Linked DNA regions of Hordeum vulgare: region 2 is linked to region 1. Evidence: chromatin contacts called from public Hi-C data. All regions are on one chromosome and are shown on one strand. Each heading gives the region's core, a stretch centred on a gene start, on an enhancer-like site or on the middle of the called end of the contact. The rest is flanking DNA. Distances are from core to core; before and after follow the strand shown. Region 1 holds the start of LOC123426316 (transcription factor NIGTH1-like). Region 2 has its middle 48 kb from the start of LOC123430108.

Region 1 (5,377 bases), core at 1,678-4,177:
CCGTGCCGAGTTGAGTTTTTCCCGGTTTCACCAAACTATTGCAAGGAGTAGTGTGGACAAAAATCTGGATAACACTGCAAGATCAGCGCATGAATGCAGAGTCAAGGCTGGGACATGTTCAAAGAAGCATGCTATGCTAGCAACGCCTCACAATACACAGTATATACTAATCTCCCAGATAAGTATGGCCACAACCCAGTAATCAATCATATAACACTTGTTTGACTCGCAGAGACGATAAGCATGACAAGATTAAACATTAGCAGCAAAAACAAAATAAGGGTATCATGAAGGAGGAAGAATGTGATGCTGACTTCTGGTCCTGTGGCCCTTACGACGCAGCAACAAACTCGCAACAAATCAAAGGTGTGCGGGAGACCTAGACTTTCATGCCAAGATTGCACAGTTAGTTGGGTTCTGCAGCAGCAGCAGCAGCAGGTGAGAAATGAACGGAGCCCAAGAAGATTCTTGGTGTGCACTCCTGCCATCCTGGTTTTCAGGCGACAGATCATGATCAGATTCTTGGTGTCCCAACATCCCAGAGCAGATATTTGGTCAGGTGAGGAACACATGAAGCTTTGCTTGATACAGTAGGTAGGAATAGGATCATGTCAAGTTTCTGATAGGTTCTTGATAGGATGGCGTCTAGTTATGGTCAGGATTCAGGACCACCTCAAGTTCCAAGGGAAGGATGAGGATCCAAAGATTTTTCTTCAGTGCTGGAATCCAGAGAGCAGGAAACAATTCATGGCTATCAATAACTAGGAAAATGCACCTTATTTTGCTGGAGAGAAACAAAATACGGGCACCATCACAAGTTCAGAATCTACCTGCAACTGGCTTTCAGTTGTACAGTACTGTATCAACCAAGAACAGTTCATCCTCCTTTTCTAAAAAAAAAAATCAACCAAGAACAGCATCAAGCCCTATGTAAAGCTGCACTGTGCTTAATTGATGAAATGGAAAATTGCTCATCGAGAGAAAGTCTGACGCTGAACATGGGTAAATTCTCTGGGCGAAAATTGCAGCTCTGCCCAGCTCTGCCCCAACCTTTTAGATTAACATATCCGCAAAATTGTAACTAGTATAACCTCTTTCCGATGTACTTACATAATAACAGCCAGAGTTTCATCTCAAAGCACTCAAGGCTTGATCTCCCTGCATACAACAAAAAAGACTACACTACAATCCTGTCTCAGGAATCTCTCAAGATATCGCCCGAGGAATCGACCCGGAAACTCTGAACAAAAACTAATATAACTTGTTGATCATTTCCAGCCATAGCTCTCGGATCTGCCATCTTCTTCCTCGCCGCTGACCGTCACCGATGAGGCAGCTACGCCTGAGCTTGACAAGTGTAGGGGGCCCGGAGGTGACCCCCCTGACTGGGAGCTGCTTTGCTCCTGAGTTATCCAGAGCCCTCCCATGAGCACGATCGGCCGGTTGGCTACCGGAGATCCTGGCGCCCTTCGGTTGTGCAGACGGTATTTCTGAACAATAATACAGGATTCACATTAGTGTCAATGCAAATTATACGTGAAAGCCAGTAATAAATTCCATCATTACATGGATAGAAGTTTGTGTAAGATGGCGGTGAATTGCTCACCTGGAGATGGCTCTTCACTTCATCATTGGTCAGGCCATCCACCTTCATCAACTCCCTGATTTGCTTTGGAGTAGCAACTGCAATCGTGCCAAGAAAAACAACCATGTAAGCACTCAATAATTTGCTAGTATTATATCTAGAGATGGAAGGAAATTTCTGTGATTTTTTTGTGAAGCTCTCACCTTGGGGCCCACCGAGTTGGTGCAGGGCAGTGACGAACTGGCGGTGCAGCTCCGGCGACCAGCACCGCCGCGCCTTCCTCGCTTGCTGCTGCTGTTGTGCTGTCTGTTGCGACTGAGCCTGGAGGCTCATGGAAGGGGCAGCCGGCGCCAGGGCGGCCGCAGCCCTCGCCGCTTCTTGCGCGAATCCCACAAGCTGACGGCGGCTTTCTTCAGCGCCGCCGGTAGCAGCAGCCAGAGAGGTCTTGATCGGTGCCGGCGACAGAAACGGCAGATCCGGCATCCGAACAGCCTTGTCGTCCTTCCTCAAACTCGGCGGCGCGAACGCCGGGGCACCGGAGCCCACGGCCTTGAACGGCAAGACAGCGCCGTCATGAGATTCCGGCTCCGAGGACCTCCTCCTCTCATCCTGCTTCTGCAATCGTAAAAAAAGGCGCAAACTTTCAGAACCCCAAACGAAATGAAACCACAGGATTTAATGATCATAAATGCTTCAAGCACGCGGGCAACCGAATCACCGGCCGGATCCCATTCCTACCTCGGAAGCATCGTCCCCTCGGACGGAATCGCCGGTCCAGAGCTGCGCGGTGCTCATCCAGTTGCTCTTGTCGCCTGCGCCGGCGTCCTCCTTGTTCTCTCCTCGGTCGCCACCTCTCTTCTTCTCCTCCACCTCCTTCTTCATCACATCAATCACTGCGCAAACAACCAAACCACGTCAAGAAAGGCTCCCCAAGAAGAAGAAAACAACAAATTAAAGGGATAATAGCTAGCAGTAGTAGCAAAAGCAACAAGCAAGAGGTTTCGCTCTCACCGTCAGCGAGGAGGCGTGCGCAGAGGGGGAGCTCGCGCCGGAACACCTCGATCTTGCTCTTCTCCTCCTCCAGCCTCCGGATACAGTCGTCCATGGCGGCCGCCGGCGCTTCCCTGGCCCGCCCCAGGCTCTTGGCCGCGAACATCTTCAAATCCAGGCTCAAATCTGCGCCCATGCCGATCTCTCCTACATCCAGACCCATCGGGTTGGGTTTACAACGGACCGGAGCTCCAAACGGAATCTTTACTGACTTGTTGCAAGAGAAAGTATGAGGTGGATGTGAACTGGAGGGAGGAGGTGGGTGAATGGGGACGTTTATATAGATAGAGGAGGAGAAGCATTCGGAGAATCTCGAGAGTGTGTGCGAGGATGAGACGAGGACGATTTTTCACGTCACCTACAGCCACGGATAGCTACAATGGACGCTAGTTTCCACCAAGGCCCTTGGGGTTTACGGATTTTATGCTTTAGCTCGCTTGCCTATGCATGCCAACAAATTGAAAATGTGTCTGGTACACACTTTCAACCAGATTGAGATTTGTACCATTGGGGTCAGAGAGAAGATGCTAAATGGTTTTTTTGTTCAGGCTGTTATAAGAAAGAAAAAATTGGTATTAATTGAATATGTTGAGTTTTGGAAGCAATTAATCGTAAGCGTCAAATACGTGTGTATCTTATCAAGGTAGTATATCTGTCAGATACGATAGACAGGGGATACGTACATAAATTATGAATTTAATTGTATATGTATCGTTCTATATTCTGGATTTGTATTAGCTGGATATATTGATTTGTCAGGATATTCATGCGTATGCGGCGCTAAGGTTATATAATAAGTTTGCATTCATTGTCTTTAAAAGTGTATCGTTGGTTTTCTTTTCTTTAATTTTTATGGTTAGTACCTATAACTCTATCTTCTGAATTTTGTGTTTTTACAATTTTATACTTCTTGTGTGAACATAGTGTGTTGCGCTCATGTGTCAAGTTCGTTATTTGTTGTTGTATGACATAAATGGCTCTCTAAACTGTTCTCACTTTAGTTTCATATACTGCTACACATGCCTAGCTTAGTGATCATGACATTGATCTTTGAATCCATAGATGGTGTCACGGACGGATCCAATCCAATGGACCACCTTGGGCCCTTTATGTACGTTGTAGCAATTGCTACAGTATTCCGCTACAGCGTAGATTGGATTTTGGGCCTCAAGCCCCCGGCCTGACCCCGTGTGGGCCTAGATCCACCACTGGATGGTGTGTCGTTTACATCCTAAGTGTGGTCTAGGTATGTTTAGATGGTGGTCTCCTGGTTGTGATGGTTTCAACAACCAGAATAGGTAAAAGTATGCCATGTCTTGTATAAATAGTTATCACACTTGTTCATGAGCTATCTTCTTGTGGAAAATGTATATCTCACATATGGACACTAAAAGTGTATCTACCATACAACCTAGTAGAATATATGCATCATATCCATGTAAAAGTAGCACTTGACAACTATGAAAATGAAGTAACTTCAAGCACAACACCAATTCCATAATTAAATTGAGAGACTTTGATATTTGTCTCATTAGAGTAGTGAAATCATTTCTCAATGGCATATGCATCAGTTTTTTGAAGCAATTAATCATAAGCGTCAATTACGTGTGTATCTTATCAAGGTATATCGGCCACATGCCATAAACAAGGGGGGTATGTGCATAAATTACAAAATTCGATGTATATGTATTCATTCTATATTTTGGATTTGTTTTAGCTAGATACATTGATTAATTAGGATATGGATGAATACGCGGTGCTTGGGTTACATAATAAGTTTGTATTCATTGTCTCGTAAAAGCGCGTCATTGGTTTTATTTTCTTTATTTTTGCGGTCGGTTATTACAATTTTCTGTTGATTTATCTTTGAATTTAGTTTGAGTGTAATTTATGCTTCTTGGGAACACAGTGTGTTGTGCTTATGGGTCAAGTTTGTTATTTGTTTTTATATTGGTTTTGCGACTTGTAACACTTGACACTCATACCAACATTGGCTTCTAGTGCAAAAAACGACATAAATTGTTCTCTAAACCATCTTCACTTCAATTTCCTAAACCTACCTAGCTTGGTGACCATGAAATTCACCATTGAATCCATAAATGGTCTGTCTTTTACATCCATAAGTGTGGCCTAGACATGTTTGGTTGGTGGTCTCCCAGTTGTAAAGTTTTCAACAACCAATATATGTAGAAGTATGATATGCCTTATATAAATAGTTGTCACACATGGGCATATGGTATTTTGTTTTGAAAAATGTATACCTCGCATATGGCCACAAAAAGTGTATCTACCACACAACCTAGTAGAATACGGTATCATGTCCATGTAAAAGGTAGCACTTGACATCGTTAGAGTAGTGGCATCATTTCACAATGGCACATGCATGGGGGTTTTGTAAGATATTAATCATAAGCGTCAAATAGGTGAGTATCTTATCAAGGGTATATCGGCCACGTACGATAAACAAGGGGGAATGTACATAAATTATAATTTAATTGTATATGTATTCACTCCATATTTTGGAAAATAATAGTTTGATATATTGATTTATCTGGATATGCATGCATACACGACACTGAGGTTACATAATAAGTTTATATTCATTGTCTCGTAAAAGCGCATCGTCGATTTGCTTTTTTTAATTTTTGTGGCTGGTCATTATTAAAAAATGTTTTATGTTGTGAATTTAGTTTTTGTACAATTTATGCATCTTGGGAACACAGTGTGTTGCACTCATGGGTC
Region 2 (5,377 bases), core at 1,754-4,253, 210 kb after region 1:
CTTTTTCCCGCAGCAACGATAAGAAGGACTACACCCAACTAATGAATATTCTAGATGACGGTCTCCAAGGATTCAGCTTGAGGGGTGGCTACGTGCAGATCAGGAGACAAAGGAACAAGAAAAGTGGATTCTCGCATAAAACTAACTTATGCTGCATCCATGTCCCAAAACCAAGCAAGAACGATGGATTCTACCTCCTACATCTCATGATGGAGTTCATAAGGGATCACCAAAAGCTTCGCATGACAGGCAGAAACAATGATTGTATCCGCAAATGGGTAGAATCTAATGGAGAAGCGGATTATAAACTTAGAGATGACTTCCTTCGCATCCAGAGGGACATTGCGAATGTCATCATAAAAGAAGTCGTCGAAGAGAAGGGGATGTTCCACCACATCCCTATATCGCAAGGTGACGTCCGAACTCGCATAGGCATGCAACGTCGGGACCTCACGCCGTTCAAGAAGCTAGGGTGCATCCTCGATGATTTGGAAGGATGGAACTTCTAGTGATTTACGATGCCGATGATGCTGATATGTGTCGTTTGAACTTGTATAGTTTCTACAGCGATGAAACTTTGTGATGTCCACGGTCCGTGTCGAACTTGCGTAATGCTACTTTGTTAGTTTGGGTACGATGATCTGCGTACATCTAGTTAATTAGTTTGCATACGATGAAACTACGTTGATTATTTATATGTTTACTATATGCTGCATCTAGTTGCTAACCCTTTCTTTTTCGTGTTGCTCAAGTATATTTTGTTGCATATGATTGTCCATTCTCTTGATGAAGATGCATCACTAACAGGTACCTAGATTCTTGATGGCGAAGAAGCAGTGCTATGTCGTGTACAAAGGGAAGGTTTCGGGAGTGTACGACGAGTGGCCTGAGTGTCAGGCGCAAGTGGAGGGGGTCTCGGGCGCCAGCCATAAAGGCTTCAAAAGCAGACAAGAAGTAGAAACCAGTTACTTGAGGTACATGCTAGCGCGAGAGAGGACTCATAACCGCGCCTCATATAATGCATAGTTCTGCTCTCACTCATAGTGATATCTCTTCTCGCCTATATGATTGTTTAGATGGATGAGGATGTAGTTGCAAGTATTCGAGACTTGTGTCGCTATTTTCGAGATGATGACGAGAGACCACTTTGTGTTGGATGATGATTATGATGATGACATGATTTGATGATACTATTTGTATGTATATGCTATGTTACATTTGTATGTGTATGATGATGACATTTGCATGTGTTAAAGATTATTGTATAAAGCCTGTTCAAATACAAAACAAATATACAGGAAAAAATAGTCAAAACCCCTACCAGTAGCGTGGCTTAGTAAAGCTCGCTATGGCTACGCATGTATAGCAGCAACGTGTTTATGTAAAGATCACTACTGCTACGCATGTATAGCAACATCGCGTTTATGTAAAGCCCACTGCCTCTACGCATGTATAGCAGTAGCGCGTGCTAACACGCGCTACTGCTACATTTTAGCTATAGCGTGGGTGGACCCGCGCTACTAGTAAAGGTTAGCTGTAGCGCTGTATCAGTAGCGCGGGAGCCCGCGCTACTCATACGCCTAAAACCCGCATTACTGCTAGGCTTTTCCCTAGTAGTGCGTGAGCATGCACCACCACTCGCATTTTTTCTTCTTATCTCCAACGAGAAGGCCCATCCATATCTTCTTCCCCAACCTCTTCTCCTACCTCGAGTGCATCAAACCAAATGGCATTGCTCCGCCACCCTAGCCCCTCTTCTTCTCCTCACACTTTCTTTCTATCTTTCCTCTACAAGGCACTCCTTTGCCGGAGCATCGTCACCACCATCCTGAAGGAGGACCGGTGTGGATAGGCATGACTAGGCATGACTGCTGCTTCCACAAGGTTAGCTACAAACGCCGGTATTGCATACAACAAGAGTTCCTGCAACAACGATGTTGTTTCAGTGACGGCTGTGACGGCATGGCGTTTTCTGCAACATGGTTTTATTGAATAAAATTGCAATAAGGGGTTTGTTGGAAGAATACACAAAAGAGGTTGGAGATGTTGCACTTTTGCAATTGTGATCTTGTTGTAGGAATTATGTTCGCAACAAAAATCTTGTTGCAGGAAAACAAAGATTTTTTTTGCAAATGAGATGTTGCAGAAATGAGGTTTGCAAATGGGGCTTGTGGCAGAAAATAGAAGAGTGGAACCCACGGCTCACATCATATAATTGGACGGCTTGGAAGGCGACGAATCTTTTAAAAGATCCGCCGACAAACATGTAGGAGGCCTCAACAAAAAATATATAACATGTATGGATAATAGTAGCCACCAATGTATTAAAACTATATTAAACCTGTATTTGGAAAAGGTATATATGTGTAATGTTCCTAATGTATAATGTCTTTTTCATCGTGTAAGAAAAATAGTAGTCATTGAAAAATTTGTCTAAATTTATTAATAACTTATTTGAAACATGTTAAATATGTATTTTAAAAATGATAAAAATTATGTATAAATAATGTTCCTGACATATAACAAATGTACAATGTGAAGGAAAAAATTATACATAAAAATTTATATTTCAAAATAAAATAGAGAAAACAAATAAAAAGTAAAACTTAATAAAATAAGAAAGAAAAATAAAAAACCCAATGAAAACAGAAAAATAAAACACACCAAAACCAAAGTAATGGAAGGAACAAGAAAAAAAATAAAAACTAAGAAGGAAACGGAAAAAGATTGGTCACAAGTGAGCGAACCAAGATGAACGAGCAAAATAGGTCAGCTAAGACTGTACGCCACGAAAGCTTTAGGCCGCGCTTGGCATGGGGGGTCTTTCAATACAACCGTATTTAATTTACAAATGTAACTTACCGAACTGTAAAGAAAACGGGTTGTAAAGTAAACGACCGTCGGAGATCTGTATTTTCAATACAGGTGTATTTGTTGGGAAAACAACAATCCAAGCATGGCCTTAGGCGAACCACAGCTAGTCTCGGCGGCAAACTCTATTTAGTGCCACAGGCGCCGGTTACACGCAAAAATGCTAACCAGCGCTTGCAGCGCTACATAATGGGCTGGCCCATCTAGAAATTCTTCATGAACTTTTAGGCCGTGGACTGTTTTAGCCCGTGAACTTTTTTTAAAATCTGTGAGCTTTTTCCAAGATACATGAATTTTTTTCGAAATTGATAAACTTTTTCGAAAATCGATGAACTTTTTTAAAATCGGTGAACTTTTTTTAAAATCAGTGAATATAATATAAGATTCATAAACTTTTTTAAAAATCAGTGAACAATTTTGAAAAATTGTTGGGATTTTTTCCAAAATCGACGATATTGTTTTCGAATTATGTGAACTTTTTGAAAATTAATGACCTTATTCGGAAAAGTCAGTGAACTTTTTTTCATAATCATTGTAGTTTTTTAAAAATCTAAACTTTTTGAAAATTCTGTAAACTTTTTTCCATTTTTTAATAACCAACGCATTTTATATGGACCGGTTTATAAAGATGGGGGCTCCAGGCGCCCATTCCCCTAGTGGCGCCTGAAGCACCACATAGGAGTCTGAGTCTCGGTTTACGCTAGATATATAGCTCTCGGGACTGGAACTAGCTCCCCGTAGGGCGTACGCGGCTAACCTAACTTGCCGGCTCAAAAATAAAAATATATTGTACTCCCTCGCTCTAGCTCGTTTTATTTCTCATTAGTGGAGCGTCATCGATTGGCGTCATTTGAAAGGAAGTTGTGTGTATATTTTCATCTAAAAATATATAAAATCCTTGCTTCTTTCTAAAAAACATCTTACAGAAAATCCTTACTTTCATCTAAAAAAGAAGTAAAAAAGAAAAAGTAAAAAGAAAGTTACCACCACAGTCTACCAGCGAGCGCCACTTTGCATAATCCTCCATTTAGAAAATACTTTACGTCCTCATTTCCATCTAAAAAATACATTTAAAAGATAATCCTCACCTTCATGTAAAAAGAGTTGTCAAAAATTCTTATTGCAGCCAACCAGCTTGCGCCATGTGTCATGCACTTCACGCCAGCCTTAATGGGTTTAATTCTCGCTTGCTCATTAAAGAAAAAAGTTCCAGCTGGTTTGGCGACGTCCGTTATGGTATTCTTATAGATCTAAAAATTTCATGTAATCAAAATCGACCATGATTTTTAGGGATTTTAGAAAAATGTTTCAAAATTTAAAAAGTTCATGAATGTATAAAATATGCACAAATTTGGAAAACAACCAGAATTTAAAAAATATTCTAAATATAAAAAAAATGTGCGGATTTATCTTAAAGATAAGCACGTATTTTATAAAAGTAATCACTATATTTTAATAATCACGAATGTGCAAAAAAGGAATTTCAAAATGTTCATGTTTAAAAAAACGAAAATAAAAAATAGAACAAAACAAACTTAAAAACGACGAATAAACACAAAGAAAAATACGGTCTGAACGAGAAAATAAACCATTCATGATTTTTCGAAACTTCAAACCCATAAAATCACTAATTAGGAAATATTTCTTTGAAAGGTCACTCTCAGATTTTTTTAATGATGATAATTATCGCAACAATATGCTTTTGCGGGGAAGCACAATTGTACTCCACGGTCTTGGCAAACGAAAACTATAAAAACATTTAAAAAATAAGAGGCAAGCCAAAAATAAAAACCACAAAATAAAACTCACAATGGGGAAGCACCCACGGTGCGCCACGTAACGTTACTAGGATGCATCACATGGCATGTTGGGGCGTTCCCACGATAAGGGAAGTATTGTCCGCTCGGGTATCTGCCAACTACTTGCTCAAGAAAACCCTATCATTGTGCATCTACATAGGTCGGCCCGTTAGTTTTAAGGTTTGCGCGAACATATGAGTAACACTATATTTGACTCGTTAAGCGTAATGTAGGTGTTTTCGTTGGGTGCCATGTATCAATTGATATGGCTAGTAAGTGTGTAAATGCAACCACATCTTGACGAGTACTATAATGAGATGCGAGAATTAGCATGCATAGAACATATATTGTGATAGTACTAAAGTAAACTATGAGAATTGACATGCATAGAAAAGGGTACAAATAAATCTAGAATCTAAATTAGTTATAAGAAATAATATAATTGAGGATTGTGTATTTGCGTGTATAGAGAAACCACACGAGTAATTATCGAGGTAACTCCAAATATGCTTACGCAATTTTCATGGATGCTCTATAACTCCATTGTGGGTGTACTTTAGCAAATGTACCAAATATTGTGTTATGGAAACCAGTATTGATGCCCCGGATTGAGTACTTCATAGTGCAAAAAAGTTTGATGGAAGGAGTCAATAAGTATAATGCAATCATCGTGGACATGACCATACATGTCCAAGACTGATTACAGT

The links. Hi-C and Micro-C count contacts between places; a contact is called where the count stands out from the background.
Region 2: a contact with region 1 is called in a Hi-C map of leaf, with 4 times the contacts expected there. The contact joins the enhancer-like site here to the promoter of LOC123426316 in region 1. A contact is called at or near these places in 6 of 6 Hi-C or Micro-C datasets (leaf, seedling and an unstated tissue) and 1 of 1 datasets of contacts at active chromatin or transcription factors (embryo).

What each region holds. Positions count from the first base shown.
Region 1 is chr2H:372,401,540-372,406,916 of MorexV3_pseudomolecules_assembly, forward strand. It overlaps LOC123426316 (transcription factor NIGTH1-like), which reads right to left and starts at 2,928. Exons shown (of 5, transcript XM_045110128.1): 1 at 2,597-2,928; 2 at 2,324-2,478; 3 at 1,789-2,200; 4 at 1,607-1,683; 5 at 1,067-1,490. The coding sequence starts at 2,798. The coding sequence ends at 1,269.
Region 2 is chr2H:372,612,613-372,617,989 of MorexV3_pseudomolecules_assembly, forward strand. No RefSeq gene overlaps it. Among protein-coding and RNA genes, the nearest start is that of LOC123430108, 48 kb to the left of the region's middle. Within about 2 kb of position 3,004, at least 2 of the 3 cell types and tissues checked have open chromatin away from gene starts, as enhancers often do. A contact at or near this core is called in leaf, where this site is marked.